6 separate regions of the Mus musculus genome follow, and regions 1, 2, 3, 4 and 5 are each linked to region 6. A link is a contact called in public HiChIP or PLAC-seq and promoter capture Hi-C data. All regions are on one chromosome and are shown on one strand. Each heading gives the region's core, a stretch centred on a gene start, on an enhancer-like site or on the middle of the called end of the contact. The rest is flanking DNA. Distances are from core to core; before and after follow the strand shown.

Region 1 (3,579 bases), core at 202-2,701, 210 kb before region 6:
TATAAGTATGTGCCACGTTTGTCTTTCTGGGTCTGGGCTACCTCAATCAGGATGATCTTTTCTAGTTCCATCCATTTGCCTGCAAAATGTCATTGTTCTTAATAGCTGAGTAATACTCCACTGTGTAAATGTACCACTGTTTATTTACCCATTCTTCAGTTGATTTTTTTTTTCCCTGAGACAGAGTTCCACTGTGTAACCCTGGCTGTCCTGGAACTAATTTTGTAGACGAAGCTGGCCTCAAACTCATAGAGATCCACCTGCTTCTGCCTTCCAAGTGTTGGGAATTAAAGGCATGTGCCACCACCATCTGGATCAGTTGAATTATTTTAATTAAAATTTGTTCTTTTCTGTGTATGGGTGTTTTGCCTGCATCTATTTGTGCACCATAGGCATTCAGTGCTCATGGAGGCCAGAATAGAGCAGTGGACACCAGCTGGGCTGGTGGTACAGCTTGTTAACTAGCTGGTGTGCTTAGCCAGCAAGCTGTCTCTCTCTCCAGGCCCTTGTTGTTTTTCTGCATTTAAAACTAAAAAGATGCTGGGGCAGTGGTGGCACACGCCTTTAATCCCAGTGCTTGGGAGGCAGAGGCAGGCAGATTTCTGAGTTTAAGGCCAGCCTGGTCTATAGAGTGAGTTCCAGGACAGCCAGGGCTATACTGTCTCAAAAAACCAAAAAATAAATACATAAAAAAACAAAAAACCTGAAAAGATACAGACCACATGAAGCTCAAGAAGAAGGATGACCAAAGTGTGGGTGCTTCAGTCCTTCTTAGAAGGAGAACAAAATACTCACGGGAGCAAATATGGAGACAAAGTGTGGAGCAGAGACTGAAGGAAAGGCCATCCAGAGACTGCTCCACCTGGGGATCCATCCCATATACAGTCAATAAATGCTGATACTATTGTGAATGCTAAGAAGTACATGCTGACAGGAGCCTGATATAGCTGTCTCCTGAGAGGCTCTGCCAGTACCTGATATATACGGAGAGGCTGATGCAGCCAACCATTGGACTGAGCGAGCGGTACCCAATAGAGGAGCTAGAGAAAGAACTGAAGGAGTTGAAGGGGTTTGCAACCCCACAGGAAGAACAACAATAGCAACCAACCAGTCCCCCAAGAGCTCTCAGGGACTAATCCATCAACAAAAGAGTACACGTGGCTCCAGCTGCATATATTACAGAGGATGGCCTTGTCATGCATTAGTGGGAGGAGAGGTCCTTTGTGGGGCAGTGGGCTGTGCACAGACAGCCTGGTCTGGTCGAGCAAAGGTCTGGAACCCTGGGGATCTCCACCTACATGGAACAGGTGTTCAATCATGTCTCCTGAACCCCTGGCACCTGTCGAAGTTACCACCCCCACAGCCCCCTGCAGGAGAGGTGTATGACTATCCATCACACAGATAAAGCCCCAAGCTCCTGGCATTCTGTCTAGACTCCACCCCGACAGTTACCTGACTATAGCCAGGTAGTCTCCTCCCCACAGTTACCTCACAACAGCAGGATAGCCCAGCCCACTATAATAGGGGCTGCTTGGCCCCTCCTCCTTTTAAGCTCTCACCTTTCTTACTCTTATCTCTAGCTCTCCTTCTCCCTCTCCCTCCCCTTCCCCTCCACAAGGCCCTCTTTCTACCTTCTCTCTTTATCTTTGCCTTTCTACAATAAAGCTCTAAAACCATAGACTGTCTCTGCTCGTCAAGTCAAAGCCTGCCATGCTTGAACGATGGGATAGGATTTCCCCCAACCACGTCTCTAACCTCCTGCCATAAGGCCTTCCTGCACTCCAGCCACAGACACGACCAAGGATTCTTGCCGGCGTGGGAACCACCCACTGCCCACTCTCTCCCTGACCTCTCCTCCCTTCGCCCCCCCCCTTCCCCCGCGGATGACCAAGCTGACCCTGGGGCCCCCATTTTGTTCTCAGGTCTTCTGCAGTGTCCAGCGGTGTCTGGGATGCCCGAGACTAAGAACTTGTTACCTAAGACTGCCCCTTGTCCACCCCCCACCACTGGCGAGCTGAGATTCCGCGGCTTCCTACAGCCAATCACCTACCTGGGCCGAGTAGGAAGCATGCCGCTGTCTTCCACATCCACCCGCCCAGAGGTGGCAGGATGCGGGTTTTCTCCCACTCCCTTTATTCCCCCACTCCCTCTGCCCTACGGTCCTTGGCCCTATAGAGGTTCGATAGATGCCCCAGTGTAGGGGAAATGAGGGTGGGGAAGTGGGAGTGGATGGGTGGAGGAACACTCTCATTGAAGCAGGGGGAGGGAGGATGGGATAGGGGGTGTCAGGGGTGGGGGTGGGAGTGACCAGGAAAGGGGATAACACTTGAAATGTAAATAAAGAAAATAGCCAGGGGCTGGAGAGATGACTCAGCAGTTAAGAGCACTGACTGCTCTTCCAAAGGTCCTGAGTTCAAATCCCAGCGATCACATGGTGGTTCACAACCATCCTTAAGGAGATCTGACTCCCTCTTCTGGGGTGTCTGAAGACAGCTACAGGGTACTTATATATAATAAGTAAATAAAGCTTAAAAAAAGAAAGAAAGAAAATATCCAATTAAAAAAACTGAAAAGATAAGATGAATATCAGTTAAGATTTAGTGGAACTCTTCCTACACAAGTTCACACATGTCTTTATTATATTCATACATGTCGTTCTGCTATGGAAACCTCCATTCTGTGTGTGTGTGTGGTTGTTGTTGTTGTTGTTTGAAACAGTAGCCCTGGCTGTCCTGGATCTCACTCTGGAGCAGGTTGGCCTCTAACTCACAGAGATCCGCTTGCTTATGCCTCCTGAGTGCTGGGATTCCAGACATGCACCACCACTGCTGGGTTCAACTCATGGTCTTTACTGGGAGCTGTCATGCTTCCTTCCCAGGAGCAAAGGAGCTGGCATGCCAGATAGCTTTTTAAAATACTTTTAAAAAAATGCTTTATTTTATTTTATTTATCTGAGTACACTGTCACTGTCTTCAGACACACCAGAAGAGGGCATCAAATCCTATTACAGATGGTTGTTGAGTCATGATGTGGTTACTGGGAATTGAACTCACAACCTCTGGAAAAGCAGTCGGTGCTCTTAACCACTGAGCCATGTCTTCAGCTCCACCAGATATCTTCTTTTAAGATTTATTTTTATTTACATGGAGTGCTTTTTTTTTTTTTTTTTTTTTTTTTTTTTTGCATGTGTACCATGTGTGCCTTAGAGGTCAGAAGAGGGCACCCATCCCTCGGAATTGCAGTTACAGATGGCTTGTGAGCTGCCATTGTTGGGAACTGACCCCACCCCGGTAACAGCTGCATGGTCTTTCCAGCCACACTAGATGTCTTTTAAAGATTTCTTGGCTGGAGGGGTGGCTCACACCTGTAATCCCAGTACTCAGGAGACTAACACTGAAAACTCACCAAGTTCTAGGTCCTTCTGGGTGACACATGAATTCCCTGGCAGGCTGGGCTATTAGGTAAGATAACTTTGTTTCAGAAAACAAACTGGGGGGCTGAGGTGATGGCTCAGAGGTTAAGAGCACTGGCTGCTTTTCTTGAGGACCCAGGGTAGTAGGCTCATTAGCAGGGCCACAC
Region 2 (3,796 bases), core at 1,006-3,505, 160 kb after region 6:
GATGGTCTGGCAGGCCCTTAGGAGGCTGTGTGTTGGCTAGCTGACCCCTCGTGATCCAGGAGCTCCCGGGCAGTGGGCTCTCCAGTAAGCCTCCCAGAGACTCCATCACTCTAACAAAGATGGAAAGCAGGGTCAACATGATGCCCAGCACATAGAGGTTCAGCATGAACTTCATGGCGACGGTGCCCAGCTCCTTTGCAGGGAAGTAGAGCTGCTTTCTGCTGCTAGATCCTGTGAAGAAAGAAAGAAAGAGTCTGAGTTACTCTCAACCCTTGTTTTCTCAGGAGCAAGAGGAGGCCCTGCCGGCCAGGGAGACAGGGACAATGGCAAGTCCCCTCCCGGCATCACCTCCAAGCATGTGTGGTTGGAGAACAAATACACATGTTGTTGGGATAATTTCAAGAACACTGTTTACAACTGTATATCTTTACCTCTCCCTGCTATGTAGCCCAGGCTAGCCTCAAACTTAAGCAATCCTCTTAAGCGCTGGGCTTACAAGCACATTCCACACACCCAATTACTTTTACCCCTCTTTAAGACCACTCCCACCAAGCACAACGCACAAACCCAGTTACAGTGCCAGGACTTAACTTTACATCAGGGACGGATGGAAGTAGAAAGAAAATTGGGCGGGAGAGATGGTTCCATGGTTAGCACTGGCTGCTCTTACAGAGGACCAGCCGACACACGGCAGTTCACAACCATCTGTAACTCCAGTCCCAGGGAATCTGAAGTCCTTTTTTTGGCCTCTACACACACCCATGATGCACAGCAAACAGGATACAAAACATGAAGGCAAAATGCCTCCATGAATGTATATGTGTGTGTATTTCATGTATATATATAAAATACAAGAAAATGATAGGTGTGGCTGGTGGTGCATACTTGAGTTACACAGTGAGTTAAAACTATCATGGGCAACTTAGTGAGACCCTGACTCAAAAAGTAAAATGTGGAGCAGGGCAATGGTGGTGCACGCCTTTAATCCCAGCACTTGGGAGGCAGAGGCAGGAGGATTTCTGAGTTAGAGGCTAGTCTGGTCTACAGAGTGCGTTCCAGGACAGCCAGGGCTACATAGAGAAACCCTGCCTCGAAAAAAAAAAAAAAGTGAGCTGAAATATAACTCAGTGGTATATAGAGTGCTTGCCCACCCTAGCATAGTGCCCCAAGAATAAGAAATAGGGATATGTCCTAGAGCAAACAACCTGTCTAAGTTTCTCCTGTATCATACATCCAAGTTGATTACAAACTTTTTTGCCTCCAGAGACATGGTTTCTTTGTGTAGCTCAGGCTGTCCTAGAACTAGCTCTGTACGGCTGGCCTCGAACTCACGGAGATCCTCCATGCTTCTACCTCTTAAGGGCTGCGATTAAAGGTGTCCGCGGGCCTCCGCGGGCCGCCACCGCCGCGCCGCCACCACCACCTCCAGGGGATTTATAAACTTCTTGAATATAATATCGTCAATATAAACGATAAGGGTGACAAAAGCCTGTAATCCCAGCTATGAAGGAGGCTGAGGCAGAAGGAATGCATGTTTAAGGTTTGCCCGAGCTATAGAGAATGCAAAGCTAATTTGGAAGATTTAGTGAAGCCTTGTCTCAAAAGTAAACATAAGGGGCTGGTAGGTAATGCACCCCAGTGAGTGGTATAAGCTGTATCTAGCACATACAAGATTCTAGGTTCAATTCGGAGTACCACAAAACAAAAAGTAGCAAACAGAAAATAGCAAAGAGTCAAATCTAGTTAATTTATCCAAACATCTTTGAATGCTTTTAAATAGCTCAGGCACTCTGAAAGGTACTCTGGGCCACATGGTCGTCCTACAGACAAGAACTCAGCCTTCAAAGGGGCAGTTACTACACAACACTCTAAAGCGGTGACAGGAAGGGAAGGCTAAGGTACTTTGGTGAAACCTGGTGGGCAAACAAAGGTGGCCCATGGAGTTCATAGATTGGGCGACGCAGAGAGAGCCGGTGGAGGCAAAGCCCTGACTCGAACGCAAGTAGCCCGACCGATGGGACAAGGGATCCATGTCTCGGCCTCCGGCCTGGGGGGTCCTGGGCCAGTTACCTCAGAAGGAAAAGTTGAGAGACGGCTGCTCACAGTCACACCAGGTCGTGCAGGAGTAAGGAAGAAGGTCGGCTGAGTCGCAACGTGGAAGCTCCACGCAGGCACTGCTCTGGATAGAAATAAGCCCCAAAGACAAACGGACCTCCCAAAGCCCCGCCCCTTCTGGGCGAGGCTCCTCGGAGACTGCGCACGCGTACCGAACCTGCACGAGCTCGCCCTGGGGCACGTCCGCTGGCCATCCAGCCCTGCGTCAGCAGCGTCGCCGCAGAGTTCTCGGGGAGTCACGGAAAGCACGCGGCTCGCGGTTGATTCACTGCAGTCCAGAGTGAACAGCATGAGGTTCAGCCTCACCGGCCGCCTTCTAGAAGATCAGGAGCCAAAAGGCGCCTTTACCCCCTCCCCCATTGCTGGATGCAGTACTTGAAGTGACGCCCGGGCAGTGTGGGAAGGCCCCGCAGGAGTTCCTTCCTTCCGCCCTCCTTTTCTTTTCTTTTTTTTTTTTTTTTAAAGATTTATTTATTATTATATGTAAGTACACTGTAGCTGTCTTCAGACACACCAGAAGAGGGAGTCAGATCTTGTTACGGATGGTTGTGAGCCACCATGTGGTTGCTGGGATTTGAACTCTGGACCTTCGGAAGAGCAGTCGGGTGCTCTTACCCACTGAGCCATCTCACCAGCCCTTCTTTTCTTTTCTTCTCTTCTCTTCTCTTCTCTTCTCTTCTCTTCTCTTCTCTTCTCTTCTCTTCTCTTCTCTTCTCTTCTCTTCTCTTCTCTTCTCTTCTCTTCTCTTCTCTTCTCTTCTCCTCTCCTCTCCTCTCCTCTCCTCTCCTCTCCTCTCCTCTTCCTTTTCTCCTCTCCTCTCCTCTCCTCTCCTCTCTTCTCTTCCTTTTCTCCTCTCCTCTCCTCTCCTCTCCTCTCCTCTCCTCTCCTCTCCTCTCCTCTCCTCTCCTCTCCTCTCCTCTCCTCTCCTCTCCTCTCTTCTCTTCCTTTTCTCCTCTTCTCTTCTCTTCTCTCTCTCTCTCTCTCTCTCTCTCTCTCTCTCTCTCTCTCTCTCTCTCTCTCTCTCTCTCTCTCTCTCCCCCTCCCTCCCTCCCTCCCTCCCTCCCTTCCTTCCTTTGTTTTTTGAGTCAGGTTCTTGTAGTGTACCTGCGACTGTTCTCGAGCCCTCCCGAATGAAAGTAAAATATTTGTCCTGGCTTTGGTCTCGGCTTTTTACGGCGTTTGGACGGATCGCCTTGCCTTCAGTGGCTCCGGTACCCCGGGAGGGCATTGGATTTTAGATTATTTTTTTTTCTTTAAAAATAAGCTATTTTCTTTTAAAGTTGCCTTTTGCTTGAACTAGAGAGGGAGGAGGTCATGGTCTAGATTTCATACCTGGAAACTGACCTGCCTTACCAGTCACCTGCCGGCTCCAACCAACGCAAAGGAGAGGTGCTGACCCAAAGGGGGAATCTCAGAAAAGATTCCTGGGACAAGCCCTCAAGTGGGGAAAGCCCTCAAGAATTAGGGGCAGGTCTAAGTGAACACGATAGTTACTACAAGGAGGGGGGGGGTTGGTGTGCGTTCTCATGACTTCCAGGATGAGTCAATGAACCCTTGGGAGAGCCAATTCGATGTGTGGGAGAAGCCCTCGCCTCTAAACTAAACGGAATTAAAGGGAGGAAGCAAACTTCCGCTGTGACCTTTCCCCTACTTTTCAGGACATCGCATCTGTCACAGAGGG
Region 3 (3,849 bases), core at 285-2,784, 250 kb after region 6:
GCTTTCCCAGTGTTTTGTTTGGAGACTCAGGATAAATCCCAGATTCACAGTCGGACTCTGAGAGCTTGGTGGGAGACCCAATTTGATCTTGAATCTATTGGTGGCATGAGTTCTGTGATCCAAAAATGAGTCTCAGATGCCTTTCTGAATTGCAACACATTGCCTGCTCTTCCCCTGACCAAAATATTATGCTATGTCTCTGCTTTCTGGGGCAGGACTAGCTCACTTTTGTCTACCTGTCTACTGAGGCTGGTTATCAGGTAGCCTGAGCTGGCCTCAAAAATCCCTCCATGGCCAACAACAGCAGTCTTGAACTTGGATCCTTTTGCCTTTACCACCTGAAGGGTGATGCTGGGTTTTTGTCTTCACACCCAGCAAAATGGGCAAGTCTTTTGCAGTTTGGTCTGTCAGCCTTTCTGTCTGTCTGGTTGGTTGGTTGGAGTTGTTTGTTTGTTTGAGAGAGTATCAATTTGTGAGTGTGACTGATCTCAAACTTTCAATCTTTCTGCCTCTGCCTGCCAAGTGACAGAATTAAAGACATTTCCCTCCCTCCCTCTCTCCCTCCCTCCGTGTGTGTGTGTGTGTGTGTGTGTGCGCGCGCGCGCGCGAGCGCCCGCATGTGCGCCCGCACGCACGTTTCTATCAAATTCACCGTTTTGGAAGAAAGAAAACATGAAGGGATTTAGAGACTCCAGACTAACAAACAAGCCACACTTTTTTTTTTTTTTTTTTTTTTTTTTCGAGACAGGGTTTCTCTGTATAACCCTGGCTGTCCTGGAACTCACTTTGTAGACCAGGATGGCCTCGAACTCAGAAATCCGCCTGCCTCAGCCTCCAACAAGCCACACTTAATCCTGTCAGTCAACAATACAGCCTTTAGATAGTGCAGCAGGCTTAGCGACTGCTCAGTACTCTTAGCTAGCAGTGCCATGAGGCTGGCTGGGTGCTCTTTCTTTGTTTCTATGTTCTTCTACCACGTCTTATTGGAGACAAATTGTGATCCACCTCGCACACCAGCTTGTCTCACTATTCTCTCCCACAGATATTTCTGAAGCTGAGTATTTTGGAGAGATTTTAGCAAAAGGAGACGCTATGAATGGGGATTGACATTTGGCAGTTGGCCTGCGAAGAAGCGTAGGAGGCCTTCCTCGGTGGTTGTATGTTTGCAAACCACCAGGTGGTGAAGAAGGCAAGCAGAAAGACTGAGTTCAAGTCTCCGCCAAACTGAGCAATCTTAAGCAATTTGATAAGTTCTGGGGACTTATCTATCTCTAAAATGGGAACACATTTGTTCCCATTGTTGTAAGGGAGAGCAGTAAGTCTTTATCCAGGGTTCAACGGAGTGGATTTTGATTGCTTGGGATACTAACCTATGCCAGACTACTGTTGCATGTGTGCACGTACTTGTGTGCGTGTGAATGTGTGTGTGTGCGCGCGCGCGCCCAGTGCCCTCGCCTGAGGGTGTTTCTCGGGAATGGCGTGCTTGTGGGTGTGTGCGTTGGGCTGTCCTCCGAGCCTGTGGCTGCCAGCGCCAGGCTGAGAACGAGGCACCGACTCTCCCGCAGCTGATTGGCAGCGCTGGGTGAATGAGTGCGCGTGGGGCCGGAGCAGCGAGGTGGCCGTGGCTCCGCGCTGATGTGCGCGCCCGCCTGCCGGCCCGGGTAGGGGCGGACCGCGAACAGCGGGCGGGCTAGGAGGAGGGAGAGGAGGGAGGGCGCGGGAGGCAGCGGGGAGGGCTGCAAGAAGCCCGGCAGCTGCGGGGCCCGGGCGCGGGCGCTGGGCCGGGGAGCCGGGCTCACAGCCAGGAGGCGGCGCCGCGGGGAGGGAGCGGAGTGCGGATCGCGAGCGCAGCCCGGCCGCCCGCCGCCTGCTAAGAGCGCTGCGGGTCGCAGACCCAGCCGGGGACAGACCGGCAGCTGCTGCGATCGCCCGGCAAGCCAAAGGGAATCCGGGGACTCTGAGCTCGAGTCCCGGCTTTGGGCGCAACGGAGAACAGGCTAGACTCGCCGAGCCTTGCCCTGCTGGGGCCCCCTGAGCCAGGGTGCCCCTTCTCCCGGGGGTTGGCCCCGGGGACTCGCCCGAGCGAGAGAAGCAGGTCCGTCGGTCTGGACTGGGGAAGCGGGAGTGTGGTGTGCGCACGCGCGTGTGCTTGTGTGCCTGCGAGGGGTGGGTGTGTAAGGGGCGTGAGATGGGGTTGATAGAAATGATGGTGTGTGGTGTATATGTACAGTGTGTTAGGATTGTGTGTGTTGCTGACTGCATATGCAGAGAGAGAGAGAGAGAGAGAGAGAGAGAGAGAGAGAGAGAGAGAGAGAGAGAGAGAGCGAGCCTACGTAGGAGGGAAAGGGGCGCATCAGGGTGGAGTGTGTATATGTGCAGGAGTGTGTGAAGGGTGCGTGGGTGAGTGTGTCACGGGTGCTAGGTGCGGCTGTGTGTGTGTGTGTGTGTGATGTAAGGGTACTGGGTGCACGTGTGTCCCTGGTTCATTCTCCCTTCCCCCACCAGATGTGTTCTGGGGAGGGGGGTAGCCTTTCTGCAGCTGCTGCCCCTTACCGAGCTTGCCTGCCTGACCTCCTTTCCTACGGAGCCAGAAAGGGTTAATGGTCCCTCCCTCAAAAACTCCTGAGGTCATGGGGAGGGTAGCTGCAGGCCAAACCCCTAGAAAGAGGGGAAAGGCTCCGGAGAGCCTCTGCTAGGCCCGGGACCCTGCTTCGCTGGCTGTATGGCCTTGCAGGTCAGATCACTCAGGCTTGTGACCTGCCCTTTCTGAGGGCCTTGTGCACCAGTGGTTTCTTGCTGGGTCTGGAGGTGGGGATCAGGAGCGAACCGGAAGGGTCTGCATTCTTTACCACTGTATTACTGGGACGATGCTTGATATACAGTGGGCCTCAGTAGATATTTGAGAGATGGGGGGTGGGGGATGGAGAAAGCTGGGTAGAGGGGTGGGTGAGGAGGGAGGGAATCTGCCTCTGGGAGGTTAAGTTGATTCCCTCTGTTCTGGCTCAGGATGAGGCTCCTGCTTGTAGTCAGACTTCTGGTCAGACATCAGGCCCCCTTGTGGGAAGGCTGGGTGTGCATGGCGGTAGTGTGTGCAGGGAAGAGATTTGCCCTGGAGCCTGCAGGTAGTGGAGAGGGGGCTGGCAAGAAGAGTTGCCATGCCTCTTTTAGGCAGAACACGTTGCCTGTGTTCCTGCACCTGCTTCTCTGTGATTAGAGCCATTGCCTGGGGCATCTGATCCGGGAAGAGGCGGGTGGAGGCCTTGACTCCCAGCACTTCTCCCTCTAGGACCCCTGAGCTGCTGAAGAAGTGAGCTCCCTGCCCACCCGCGTTGCTGAGCCAGGTGGGGCCATGGCAGGCCGCAGCTGCCTGGAGCTGGGGCTGTTCTGCTGGGTCCTGCTTGCCGTACCTGTGGGTCCACAGCCTGCTTCCTCTGTACCAGGTGCCCCTCTTACTACTCTGACCCCACCACCTCAGAGTGAGGCCTCTATGCTCTCTCTCAACCTGGGGCTAAACTTCAAATTCCATCTCCGGGGACCTGCTGCTGTCTGGGGAAATCCTGTCACCGAGACCCATCCTCTCTCTCCTGGACTAGGCCAGGAGTCTGAGGAAGAGGAGGAAGGCGATCTGAGGACTGATCCCCTTTGGGAACTGCTGGTGGGGTCCCCTGGGAACTACCTCCCAGAGTGGGGCTCTGCTGAAGGCAGCTTTACACCCTGGGCTTCCTCCCTGCCTCCCGAATCCACATCCCGCCTCTCAGGGCCCACCAAGCGGCCCACTGCTCACTCTCAACCTAGGATGGGCACCGTGACCTGGGCCACTGCTCTGACAGCGACAGCACCTCCAACCAG
Region 4 (3,738 bases), core at 896-3,395, 240 kb after region 6:
TTATATCAAAGAAGACATGGGAGTTAGGTATTCCAGATATTATGTGACATCTCCCAGATAGTACAGTTCTCCAAGAAGGGCACAAAGATGGAGCCTACAGCTGTTTATGGAGAGGAGAGAGGAGAATACCGGTTAGGGCTCGGGGAACTGTACAGAGGAGAGAAGCAGATGCAAACAAATCAGGAGGCAGATACAGCATTTCCAAGTCAATTCGGTCATCTGCTCTGTCTTCACCCCAGCCCTCCTCTCAGGACCCTCTATCTCCCACTTACTGAACTTAAACTCCATGAATTGTCCACATTCTCTAGAGAAACAAAACCAATTATCTATGTATCTACCTATCTGCTCTCTAAATTTCTATCCAGAAAGATGGGGCGATAGACCTAGAGTCAGAACTGTCATAAGGAACTGATTTCCATGATTATAGGGATGGGAGGGAAATATAAGGTGCAGGCAGCAATCTGGATATCCCGAGTGTTGACTATTTTGGGCCAAAGTCCCGAAGTAGGAGACCTGTGTCTTAGCTGGACAAGAGAGCACATTATTACTAGCCATTGTTGTTGTTGCTCTACTTAGGCTCCTCTGGGATTCCGTGATGCCCACCCAGCTCTCAGCTTGGCTCATTCTGTGGAAACACCACTATATACACAACTAGGATTTTTTTTTCTCAGAATAATCTGGGTACTCCAAGGACACACTGAGATGTATAATTCTCCCCGACACCCTCCTTCTGTCTTGCTCCCCCATGCATATTTAACCCATTAGCATTCCCTCTTGGCACGGCCTCCATAGGTAGCCTTTTGGGCCACTTCTAGTCTCTTCTAACAGCTAAGCCACGGTTGTCCCCTCCCTGCATTGTGGCAATGGGCCCCGTTTCCCCAGTTCCCACTATTCCCTCCTACTAGAGTCTCCTGAGAGCAGAAATTGAGATGTAAGTTGGAGCACGTGAAAGCCCGCTAGTGGTTTTCTTGGGCTCAAACTAAAAGCCAGGATCTTTCCTGTGACCTTCAAGACCCATTGTGATCTGACCCTCCTACTTGTCAGACCTAGTTAACTATTGCTTCTTTCTCACCCTGTGGTGCATCCTCTCTGGCCTCCTTGTGATCCCATGCTCCCTCACACCTTTTTTAAAAAGTTCTCCCACATATCCCTCTCCTGTCTACTCCCCTCCCTTCCTGCAGGTGTCTACTCTAGGGCCATCTTGATAGACCTTCCAACATGCACACTAGCAGTTTAACCACTCGCCTCCCTACCCATCCGCTCCTTCTGCTTCATTGCCTTCTAGAAAATACCACAAACACATTCCATTTCGATGTATGCTGTCTGCTTCCCTCATATGACTGACTGACTGACTGACTGACTGACTGTGTGTGTGTGTGTGTGTGTGTGTGTGTGTGTGTGTGTGTGTGTGTATCAGATGAGGAATAGGCTCCATATGTTTATTCACTTATTTATAAGTGATAGTGACTGTCACTCATAATGAACATATGAAGCCTATTCCTCACCTGATACTTATCAGCAGGTTTAGCAATGCTGAGGGTACAGAGATGGACAGAGCACACGTTCCGTTGAAGAACTCAGAACCTAGCAGGAGAGATCAGCTTTGACTTGTGATGGTGAGCAGTTCAGGACCATGTAACAATGATGCAAATACCAGCAGTACCGATGGGGCTTTGCTCTATGCTGGAATTGTGTACGAGCGTTATGACATCATAAAACCCTGTGAAATGGAAAATATGACTTCTCTTCTAGAGGAGGAGACAGGCTCAGAGAGGCTAAGTCATTTGCCCAAGGCCATCTAGCTGCTCAGCCAGAGCTGAGGCTGTGTCCTCATTCCTGTGCCCCAGCCCCAAAGTCCCTTCTCCCACTCTCCCAAGGGAAGCCAAGAGGGTGCAGTGCAGAGAGAGAGAGAGAGAGAGAGAGAGAGAGAGAGAGAGAGAGAGAGGATTCCTCATGTGGAGCAGCAGAGAGAATGTGTCTAGTCACTCTCAGGCTCCTGCCTGCAGCCTGAGGCTGATTGGGCTCCCCCTGGACACCAGCCTTCTTGCCACACCCCCACCTTTGGCACAGCATTGACTCCACAAGGATCCCTTTTGGGGCCTGGTCATGCATATAACCACAGGCTGACAGTTCAGTGTGCCAGGGCAGCCAAGGGTGAGGTCACAGGCTGAGCACTCTGTCCCCAGCCCCTCCCTTCTCTCACCACAGGCTCAGTTTTTGCTCTGCTGGCTGTAGAATTCCCCAGCAGCTTTAGCCCAGCAGGCATGGGTTTCTCCCTGACAAGGTCTAAGTGTGCCAGCCTCCTGTTGCTGTGGTAACAAGTTACAACTGCATAGTTTAGGACAACATAAACTTACTATCTTCCTGTGGTGTGGGTCAGAAGTCTAGGATTTATCCTTCCAGAAGCCTGCCCTCTAGAGTCTCCAGGGAGAACCCATTCCTTTGCACTGAGAACTCTGGAGATTGCCTAAGGTCTCAAGACTCATGGGCTCATCTCATCCCTTCAAAGCCAGAGCACAGCATCTTCAACTCTTCCAGTCTTTCTGACCCATTTGGACTTTACACTCCAGCTTCCTTTTCAAAGGCCCATGGTAGTGTTCCCATCTCCCAATTTACAACATAATCATATCTGCCAATGCCCCCTTTGTCATCTTGGACACCATGAGTTCCAGGAGTCAGGATGCAAACATTTTCCGAGGGCCATCACTTGGCTTGCCACAGCTGTCTAGGATGCTCACCTTCATAAAGGGAGAGAGGCTGTTTATAGGATGCTTGACAAAAGCTAAACAATGTGGACACCATCTGTTTCATTATCCTTACGAGGCTTTGTGTGGACAACCTCCCCCCGACCCCCATGCATATGGACCCTATTACCTCTAATAGCATATACCCCAAGGTCTCATTCACAGATTGGAAAACAGTCTTTCCTGGGCAGCTTTGTCTAACCTGAAAGTTCTCAAGGTAAGACAGAGGGCCGTGTCTCACTTCTAGAGTCCCTGGCATAAGGCAGGACAGAACAGGCACTCAGGCCACTGCAGGCTGGAAGCAGGTACGTTGGGCACATGGGTGTCTTTTAGAGGGTCTGTGAATCTTTTTTGCATGCAACCCTTTTGTGTATGTATCTATTTTTTGAGGATGAATGGAACCCCACCATTAGGGGTTCAAAAAACTCTGGTTTTGTTGAGTTGTTAGAGTCCCAGCCTAGTGTGCACAAAGCTCTTGGTTTGATTCTAAGCATAACATAGAACTGGTTATACAATCTCAGACAAGAGGATCAGATTCCAGTTCAAGTTCATCCTTGGCTGCATAGTAAGTTCAAGGCCAGCCTGGCATAAATGTGACCCTGCCTCAAAAGGAAAAGAGACAGGGGGAGGAGGACAGAAGAGACCCTGATCGGGGAACAGCTTTTCCTGGGAAAGGGGCCTCCTTCTCTTAGCCAGCTTGTCACCGAGGTCATTCTGTGGGGAAGGGAGTAAAAAGGGTATGGGCTGTTTCTAATGTGCTCATCTGGTTTTGATTGGCCCACGGGGCAGCAGAGATTCCTGGGATTGGCTGAAGACAGAGTTGGTCAGCAGGGTGGCCGGATATCTGTAAGAAGAAAGAAATGGTTATAATCGTGCCACTGCTCTAACCAAATCTCCTCACACCAGGCTGTGCAACAATCAGGGGCATCACTTCCTGGCGTGCAGATCTGAGTGCACCAGTGCCATCTCCACCTCTCTACCGAGCTTTCTGGTG
Region 5 (3,820 bases), core at 1,040-3,539, 220 kb after region 6:
GGAGGTTCAATTCACTATCATCCAGGCAGGAGGATGGCAGCGTCCAGGCAGATGTGGGACTGTAGGAACCAAAATTTCTATACCTTGATCCAAAGACGGACAGGAGAAGACTGGCTCTCATGTGGCTAGGAGGAGGGTCTCAAAGCCCACTTCTTCAGTGACACACTTCTGCCGACAAGGCCACACCTACTCCAATAAAGCTATACCTCCTAATAGTGCCACTCCCTGGGCCAAGCATATGCAAACCACCACAATTGCTGTGTTCCTATTACCTCAACCTCTGAGGTAGCTGAGATTACTTACAGTCCTGCACCACCTAGTGTGGCCTAATTCTGCTTGCTTGCCTTTCTTTCTTTCTTTCTTTCTTTCTTTCTTTCTTTCTTTCTTTCTTTCTTTCTTTCTTCCTTCCTTCCTTCCTTCCTTCTTTCCTTTCTTTCTTTCTTTCTTTCTTTCTTTCTTTCTTTCTTTCTGTCTGTCTGTCTTTGCTTGCTTATGTATGTATGTATGTATGTATGTATGTATGTATGTATGTATTTATTTGAGATAGGTTTAACTGTGCATCCCTGGCTGGATTGGAACTTGCTATGTAGTCCAGACTGGCCTTGAGCTCACAGAGATCATTGTAGCTCCGCCTTCTGAGTGTTTGGATTAATGGCTGTCCTACTTAGGGTTATTGTTGCTGTGATGAAACACCATGACCAAAATCATATTGGAGAGGAAAGGGTTTATTTGGCTTATACTTCACATTGTGGTTCATCATTGAAGGAAGTTGGAACAGGAACTCAAGCAGGGCTGGAATGGAATCTTTTTTTTTTTTTTTTTTTTTTTTTTTTTTTTGGTTTTTTTTCGAGATAGGGTTTCTCTGTATAGCCCTGGCTGTCCTGGAGCTCACTTTGTAGACCAGGCTGGCCTTGAACTCAGAAATCCGCCTGCCTCTGCCTCCCGAGTGCTGGGATTAAAGGCGTGCGCCACCACGCCCGGCACAGGGCTGGAATCTGGAAGCAGAAACTGACTGATGCAGAGGCCATGGGGAGGTGCCATGATCTTCATGGCTTGCTCAGCTTACTTTCTTATAGAACCCAGGACCACCTGCCCAGGGATGGCACCACCCACAGTAGGCTGGGGCCTCCCAACCACTAAGCAAATGCTCTACAGCCTGATCTTAGTCATTTTATCATTTTCTCAATTGACATTTACTTGGTTCAGATGGGGGGAGGGGTGTGTGCCCACGACAGAGTCTGGTACCAAGGGCAGAGTTAACTTCTGTCAAGTTGACATCAAACTAGCCAACACAAAGACCATAATTTTGGGTTCTTGAAATGGATCTTAGTGCCAGCAGATCATCCAACTTTATTTATTTTATGTGTGTAGGTGTCTTTCTACATGTATATCTGTGCAGCATGTTCATGCAGTGCCTGTAGAACCCAGAAGAAGGCAACGAATCACCTGTTACAACCTGACAGTTGTAAGCTGCCATATGGGTGCTAGGAATTGAACCAGGGTCCTATGGAAAAGCAACCCGTGCTCTTAATCACTGAGCCATCTTAACAGCCCCAGATCACCAAGCGTCTATTATTTATTCCTGAGATCGTCAGATGTTAAAAAAAAAAAAAAAGTATTCAGTGTAAGAATTGTCAGTTGTTTGTTTTCTATCTACTCGGCCTCCTCGAACAAATTGCCCGAAGGCAGTAACTCTTCTTGCTTTCCCAGAGAGTTGCTTTATGAAAGCTGACAATAGTAACAAAGCTGAAATAGAAAGTGTTTTCTAGGCAGCAGATGAGCAAATGCGAGTTAGTGCGTGTGTGCTCAGCCCTACTTCCCTGTAAAGGAAGACTATAAGCAGGGCAAGACTAGGGTCTTTTCCTTCAGGAGCTAGTAGCCTGTTTGTCTTCCCTGGGTAGCAGTATAAAGAAATGGTGAGGGTTGTTGAATAGGTAGGGCTTGCTGGAGTGTCCCACCTCTCTTGCCCAGGACTGGAAGCACTCCAAGAGGCCATGCAATAATAGTTCATTACCCTGGTGTTTGCGCTCCTTTTCCTCAGATGAAACCAGGAGAAACTCGAAGGTGCACGACACAGGGTACAGCGGAGGGTCCTCTTCAGTTGGGTCCTTGAAGAACACAAACCTCGCTCCACCTCACCATCTGCTCATCTGCTTACTTTTCAGCCTGAGTGGCGTCTCATGGGGGCGGAACAGAGCGTAGTGCCAAGGGCGGAGCCCTATGGACTCCAGGACCCCAAACCAGCTCTTCCAGAGCCCCGCCTCCCAACAACCAGCCCCGCCCCTTCCAGTAGACCCCGCCCACTACCCCGCTCCCTCCGGGAGCGGACTGGGGCTCTTATTGCCTACGCCGGTTCGGGAGCCTCCACGCGGAGAGGCTCCCGCCGCCTAGAGCTGCGGCCTCCGCATGGCATGGAGGAACCGCTCTCACCCCCACCGGAGTCCGGGCTGCTCTCGCCGCTGCTGCAGGGAGGTGGAGCGGCTGCCGCTCCAGAGCCCGGAGCCCGGCAACACCCGGGACATGAGACCGCGGCGCAGCGGTACAGCGCCCGCCTGCTGCAGGCCGGCTACGAGCCGGAGAGGTGACGCCCAGGGCAAGGCGCGCGGGCGCATCCGGGGCGGGCGGCAGAGAAGGGCGCGGCAACGCCGGGAGACCGGGTAGCGCTGCGGGGGAGGCCAGAGGCAGGTCCCCTCTACTGCCATTGCACTTCCCCAGACGCAGTTAGACTGTCATACACCTGACTCTTGGCTGGCGGATGCAGGCGGGCACTGTGCAAACAGTTCAGTGCCGCGTTACTCCGGGGAGCTGGAGAGAGGGCGCAGGTTGTAATATCGCTCCCTAACATTTTATCTAAGATCCGACCTATACTACACACTCAGCGACGCTTGGTACAAGTGGCTCCGACCTCTGGGGTACAAAAAGTGCTTGTTGGAGTCCCGGTCCAACGGCGCTTTCTCCTCAGCTTTCTTCTTCCTAGAATGTATTCAATAGGTGTGGGTGTCCGGATTGAGTGTCTCCCTAGGACTAGGGGAAGGTACTTGCACTTTCTCACCAGGCACTGAGATCCAGTGAGGCGGCTGCTGTTCACTCCTTGGAAAGACTTGTACCCCAATGCAGGGGGTCTGAAAGGCAATGAATGAGGGTCCCTGGAGAAAGAGTTGGGGCAGTGAACTGGGCCTCAAGGGAACGAGCTGAAAAAAGAGACAGCGGCTAATCTCTGGATTGTATCGCAGTTTGAAATGCAATCCTACTGTCCTTCCGGTCCAGGGGATTTGGACTTCTTTCTCTACCCCATCTGCTGGTGCTCAGCAGCTTGGGGAGGTGATCTGGCAGCTGGGTTTTGAGGGGAGGGTGGTCTGGGGAATTAGCCAGGTAGTTCTTCTGCCCAGGGTTTGGCCGCTTATGTAAGAACTTTTAACGGCTTTTGGGGCTACGAAGCCCAGCCCCTCCTGCCGTTGCTGGCTGTCTCTTTAGAACTGACTTAGGCTTAAGCAACCTGCCATCCGTTTTTCTATAATAGAAATCTAGTTTGGAGGGCTTGGGGTTTTAGAGAGGTGCCACTATATGGGAGGAAGCGGGCCACGGTACTTGTGAGCTCGAAGGAAACTAGGACTGTAGAATCTCAGAGTTCAGGCAGGTGCATCTCTTTTTCAGATGTACTGCTGCATCAAAGGGACAGTGCCAACCCCACACTTCCCGCCCCCCACTTAGGCTCAGAATGGCCTGTGTAAACTTGGACCCCAGCCAGGCCAGTATAAAATCCAAAACCTGCCAGCTAAGACCTCTATCTGCCTCCACCAACCTGAATGAAGGTGTAGGA
Region 6 (3,864 bases), core at 131-2,630:
TCTTCCTCAGCCTTCCCCTCCCTCCAGGGCAGCTTGACCCTTAGCTGTAGCCAATCCCAGGCCAGGTGGTGGGTTGGAACAGGGCATGGACAGGCAGGAGTCCCCCTCCCAGACGACCTAAACGACCAGGGCAATCAGGGGTTAAAGCTCCCAGGACGTTGCTCAGTGCCTTTTTAGGTTTCTGAGGCCGGGTTCTGTTTGCTCTAGTCCGGCCAGATCCCAGATGGGGAGCACATGCCTGCCAAGCGCATCAGCGAGCTTCAGGCCACTAGTCTCCCTGGCCTCAGGGCCCTGAGAACCCAGAGACGACTGGAACCTGTCTTAAGACTGCTTTTGCCCAGCGACGAAGGCGATGGGAAGCCATTTGCTTTCATGTGGGTGGCGGGATACGCCCCCAAGGAATTAGCACTGGGCACCAGCCCTGTCCTCGCAAGCATGTGCAAGCAAGGGTGGCCCGGTGGAAGGAAAAGAGGGGACTTTGGGCAGGTCGGTAGGAGTGTGTGTAGGGAGGCTGAAGCTAAGATGTTTGGACAACTTCGGAAGGGAACTTCTCAGGGGTGCCACCTGTCCTAGAGGGGTATCTGGGCTCCAGCCTGTACTGGCGAGGGAGAAATCAGACCAGGCAAGGGAAAGGTTTTCTGTTCCGGATCTCAGTACCCGCACCTATGTGACCTGTTCCTACCCCCGCTGTGACCGTTCCCTGTGACCCCCGCACTGACCGATGGACACGAGCTTGATGTGTTCCCGCTCCAGGAACTCCAGGGCCACAGACACATTTTCCAGCTTCATTTGGCGGAAGTTGGGGCGCGGGTGGAACTTGCGGTACATGCGCTTCTGGCTGAGCACTTCGAGCAGCGCGATGAGGCGCAGCCCGTCGCTGAGGTCTCGCTGCAGGTCGGTCAGGCGCTTGCCCACACACTTGAGATGCTCGTTGCACCACCGCGTGAATGTGTTCTGCTGGATCTTCTTCCACGGTGCGTCCTCCGCTAGGTCCTTCTCCGTGGACGGCATCTCGTCCGCCTCGTCAACCAGGCCGAGGCCGGAGGCGTCCGAATAGTTGCTGTTGTTCATCATGGTGGCGCGGCGGGGGGCCGGGGGAGTACGGCCTGGGGATCGGGCTGTGGGTGCTGTCGGGGCGGGACGCGGGGACACCGAGTTCTCGGAGACTTCGTTAGCGCTCTGGGCGGCGGGGCTCGCTGGCCTCTTGGGCTGAGCTGCTGGGCTGTCCGGCTAGGGCTCTCTCTCTCTCCCGGGGCGGAGCGGTGCTCGGGAAGTGCGGGCCGGGCCGGGGCAGTGGGTTTAAGAAGCCCCCGGGCTGCCGACCCCCCCGCCGCGCCCGCAGCCCCAGGGTCCACGTCAGAGCGCCGGCCTCCCAGGAATGCCGCCCGGCCCGCGGGTGGGGGCCGCGCTGAGCCCCACGGCCCCGCCTCCGCCCGCCCCTCCTCCACGCAGTCCTCAGCAGGAGCGGGGATGGGGTGGGGGCGCTGGCCCTGAGCTTCCCCATGCACACTGTACACCCCAACCTAGTCTTAGCCATTTAGGGATGAGGGACACTCCTTCCACACTCAGATTGGGTTAAAGAAAGTAATGGGGAAACTGAGGCAGTGGTTAGGGCTAGACAAACTGATCTGGTGTTGACAGAACTTTCTGGAGTTGGTGACAAGGCTGTTGACACAGCCTAGGAGTCCTGGCTTCTAGCCTGGTTGTATTGTCCACCTGTGAAGAACTCAGAAAGGAAATTGTGTGTGTGTGTGTGTGTGTGTGAGAGAGAGAGAGAGAGAGAGAGAGAGAGAGAGAGAGAGAGAGAGAGAGAGAACACCAGAAGGAGCAGGGACATTGACCAGGAGAGACTGAGTTCAAGGGGGCTCCATGACTTTTGCCACTTTACAAGAAAAAAATGCTTAAACCGTTATTTGGAATCCAAACCCAGGGCCACAGGGAAACCAAGGCTCCTGACCTGACTCAGTGTCCCTGGTCATTAGCCCATTTAGACTCACTGGCTCAGAATGAAGCTGAGCTCAGAACAAGGGTACCCAGTGAGTCACTTTGTGTGCGCCCCCCCCCCCCCCGTGACTCAACCAAGTTGATGAGAGGACAAAAGGGCTGCCCAGGTAGTACCAGGGAGCCCCCTGGGCAATGTGCCCACATGAGCCACAGGGCAGATCTTCCCAGGGAAAGTAGAAGTGTGCCAAATAGCAGGAAGAGCCCTGGCAGAGCAGCCAAGGGAAATGTGACTGGGGCAAGTGGGCAGGGCCAGGGGCAAAGCGGGCAGGAAGGGAGGCAGGCTAGAAGCCTAGGCAGGATTGGGTTGAGGGCAAGCCCAATAAGGTGAGAGACATGGGAAATGTTCACAACAGAGAAACTGAGGCAATCCAAGCTGCCTGCCACACACAAGGGAAGGACCTACAAATGAATTTACATCGCAAGGAGAGGTCAGATGTGTGTCCACTGCTTCCCCATCCTTCGAGACTAAGTAAGCTTAGCTTTGAAGGAAGACAGTCCTTAATTCAAGCCATGTGACCGCTGAGGCTTGGGTAAATCATTTTACCTTATTTCCCTCCTCGCAGTCATAATGAAAGGAAAGGCAATAATAAAGCATCTTTGGGAGCTCTTTCCTCAAGGGCAGACGACAGCGGTGCCCACTATGGACTTGGAAAGGAGTTGGGGGAGGCGGAGCTTATGGTGAAGCTCCCAGCAATCATTTCTTTTTCCTTCTCACCTAAGGAGAAGGCCTGGTCCTTAGGAGGGAGGGGGAGGGCAGAAAGGGCCAGGAGCAGAAAAGAGCCCTGTGGTGCATGGTGTGTGGAGCAGGGGTGTCTCTGGAGGCCCTGATAGTGACAGGAGAGGTATAAATAGCTAGTGCCCCGCAGCTCATGTTCGTTGGCTGCCTGTGACAAGGCGCTTAGGAATTCCACTCTCCTGTTGGCAGCCCCCTCCTTGTCTCCCAAACTGTCATTCTCCCAGAGCGCTACCTTCACCCCTCAGCCAAAACCCCCAGCAGGCACCAGCACTGTCTATTTGAAAGACACAGCTCTCCTGTGGAGGGATGCCTAGCTCTGGATACAGAGCTGGATCACGCAAGCAAAGTTGTGTGTGTGTGTGTGTGTGTGTGTGTGTGTGTGTGTATGAAGACAGACTTTTGACAGCCCACTTGAGTAGGCTCTGTAATATTGTCTCTGTTGAAGAAACCAAAATACAGATCTGGAAGAGATTACTCTCAGAACTACTAGAGAGAGAAGTAGGGGTTTGGGCAGAGTACTGGGAGCTGAACTGTTATAGTCAGCCCCTCATGGCTCTCAGCCACCTGGTGGGTGTTATGAGGATCTCCAGTCGGGCCAGGGACTCTGAGGTGGAAATGATCAGAGGGGATCTAGCAAGGGCAGAGAGACCTGCCTCCCGAGGGAGGATAGCCTCCCTAGCAGTCTTTTCGCTTCATTATCTCACTCTGGGAGATCTGGGAGATGGGTGTGCAGGCCCCACAGGTCAGCAGAGCAGGGTACAGAGTGCCAACGGACGATTCCCGGCACCCTCCTCCCCGAAACTCGAGCCTGTTGCTCTCCAGGATAAATCGGGGCCTGACTCAGGCCCCAGCAGCCTGTCACAGTCAGCCTACCCAGGCGCAGGCTGGTGACTCAGCCCTCAATATAGCCCATGAGCCCAGGCCTCTGCCTCAGCCATGCGGGCAGAACAGACCGTGCGCAATGCTGTCCCAGGGCCTGCCAAGAGGGGCCCCCACCCTGAGAAGAGCTAGTATGTTCTTCCCACAAGCCAGGCAGAGGTCCCAGGAGGGGCTTTACAGGTGGTTTCATCAGCTGAGTGAGCGTGAGAAGTGTTGGCTAGGGCCACAGGCCGTTTATAGCCCCC

What was found. Promoter capture Hi-C pulls out the DNA fragments that hold promoters and counts their contacts. HiChIP or PLAC-seq counts read pairs in DNA pulled down with a chosen protein or histone mark.
Region 1: a promoter capture Hi-C map of embryonic stem cells shows a contact between it and region 6, with 2.9 times the contacts expected there. The contact joins the enhancer-like site here to the promoter of Flnc in region 6. A contact is called at or near these places in 11 of 39 promoter capture datasets (the 3T3-L1 cell line, 3T3-L1-derived adipocytes, the C10 cell line and 6 more), 5 of 15 datasets of contacts at CTCF or cohesin (the G1E-ER4 cell line, embryonic stem cells, large pre-B cells and 2 more), 76 of 484 Hi-C or Micro-C datasets (the 63-12 cell line, the AML12 cell line, B cells and 41 more), 7 of 115 datasets of contacts at active chromatin or transcription factors (cardiomyocytes, embryonic stem cells, kidney and 1 more) and 2 of 9 other capture datasets (embryonic stem cells and liver).
Region 2: a contact with region 6 is called in a promoter capture Hi-C map of the SN4741 cell line, with 4 times the contacts expected there. The contact joins the promoter of Hilpda here to the promoter of Flnc in region 6. A contact is called at or near these places in 2 of 39 promoter capture datasets (the SN4741 cell line and embryonic stem cells), 4 of 484 Hi-C or Micro-C datasets (embryonic fibroblasts, muscle stem cells, myocytes and 1 more), 4 of 115 datasets of contacts at active chromatin or transcription factors (embryonic stem cells, extraembryonic endoderm stem cells and pancreatic cancer cells) and 2 of 9 other capture datasets (adipose tissue and pancreatic islet).
Region 3: a contact with region 6 is called in a promoter capture Hi-C map of embryonic stem cells. The contact joins the promoter of Prrt4 here to the promoter of Flnc in region 6. A contact is called at or near these places in 5 of 39 promoter capture datasets (the 3T3-L1 cell line, cranial neural crest, embryonic stem cells and 1 more), 2 of 484 Hi-C or Micro-C datasets (both in embryonic stem cells), 4 of 115 datasets of contacts at active chromatin or transcription factors (bone marrow-derived macrophages, embryonic stem cells, pancreatic cancer cells and 1 more) and 1 of 9 other capture datasets (liver).
Region 4: a FOXA1 HiChIP or PLAC-seq map of pancreatic cancer cells shows a contact between it and region 6. The contact joins the enhancer-like site here to the promoter of Flnc in region 6. A contact is called at or near these places in 1 of 39 promoter capture datasets (the 3T3-L1 cell line), 1 of 484 Hi-C or Micro-C datasets (muscle stem cells), 3 of 115 datasets of contacts at active chromatin or transcription factors (embryonic stem cells and pancreatic cancer cells) and 2 of 9 other capture datasets (adipose tissue and pancreatic islet).
Region 5: a contact with region 6 is called in a FOXA1 HiChIP or PLAC-seq map of pancreatic cancer cells. The contact joins the promoter of Impdh1 here to the promoter of Flnc in region 6. A contact is called at or near these places in 7 of 39 promoter capture datasets (the 3T3-L1 cell line, embryonic stem cells, liver and 2 more), 2 of 484 Hi-C or Micro-C datasets (embryonic stem cells and muscle stem cells), 1 of 115 datasets of contacts at active chromatin or transcription factors (pancreatic cancer cells) and 2 of 9 other capture datasets (adipose tissue and pancreatic islet).

What each region holds. Positions count from the first base shown.
Region 1 is chr6:29,637,678-29,641,256 of GRCm38.p6, reverse strand. No RefSeq gene overlaps it. Among named protein-coding and RNA genes, the nearest start is that of Tnpo3, 30 kb to the right of the region's middle. Within about 2 kb of position 1,451, at least 16 of the 459 cell types and tissues checked have an H3K27ac peak or open chromatin away from gene starts, as enhancers often do. A contact at or near this core is called in embryonic stem cells and stem cell-derived epiblast-like cells, where this site is marked.
Region 2 is chr6:29,271,085-29,274,880 of GRCm38.p6, reverse strand. Hilpda (hypoxia inducible lipid droplet associated) reads right to left here and starts at 2,255. Exons shown (of 2, transcript NM_023516.5): 1 at 2,071-2,255; 2 at 1-231. The coding sequence starts at 175.
Region 3 is chr6:29,177,269-29,181,117 of GRCm38.p6, reverse strand. It overlaps Prrt4 (proline-rich transmembrane protein 4), which reads left to right and starts at 1,534. Exons shown (of 5, transcript NM_001101443.1): 1 at 1,534-1,661; 2 at 3,287-3,849. The coding sequence starts at 3,350.
Region 4 is chr6:29,194,473-29,198,210 of GRCm38.p6, reverse strand. No RefSeq gene overlaps it. Among named protein-coding and RNA genes, the nearest start is that of Prrt4, 17 kb to the right of the region's middle. Within about 2 kb of position 2,145, at least 80 of the 459 cell types and tissues checked have an H3K27ac peak or open chromatin away from gene starts, as enhancers often do. A contact at or near this core is called in adipose tissue, muscle stem cells and pancreatic cancer cells, where this site is marked.
Region 5 is chr6:29,214,833-29,218,652 of GRCm38.p6, reverse strand. It overlaps Impdh1 (inosine monophosphate dehydrogenase 1), which reads left to right and starts at 2,289. Exons shown (of 15, transcript NM_001302933.1): 1 at 2,289-2,581. The coding sequence starts at 2,412.
Region 6 is chr6:29,430,669-29,434,532 of GRCm38.p6, reverse strand. It overlaps Flnc (filamin C, gamma), which reads right to left and starts at 1,380. Exons shown (of 48, transcript NM_001081185.2): 1 at 720-1,380. The coding sequence starts at 1,074.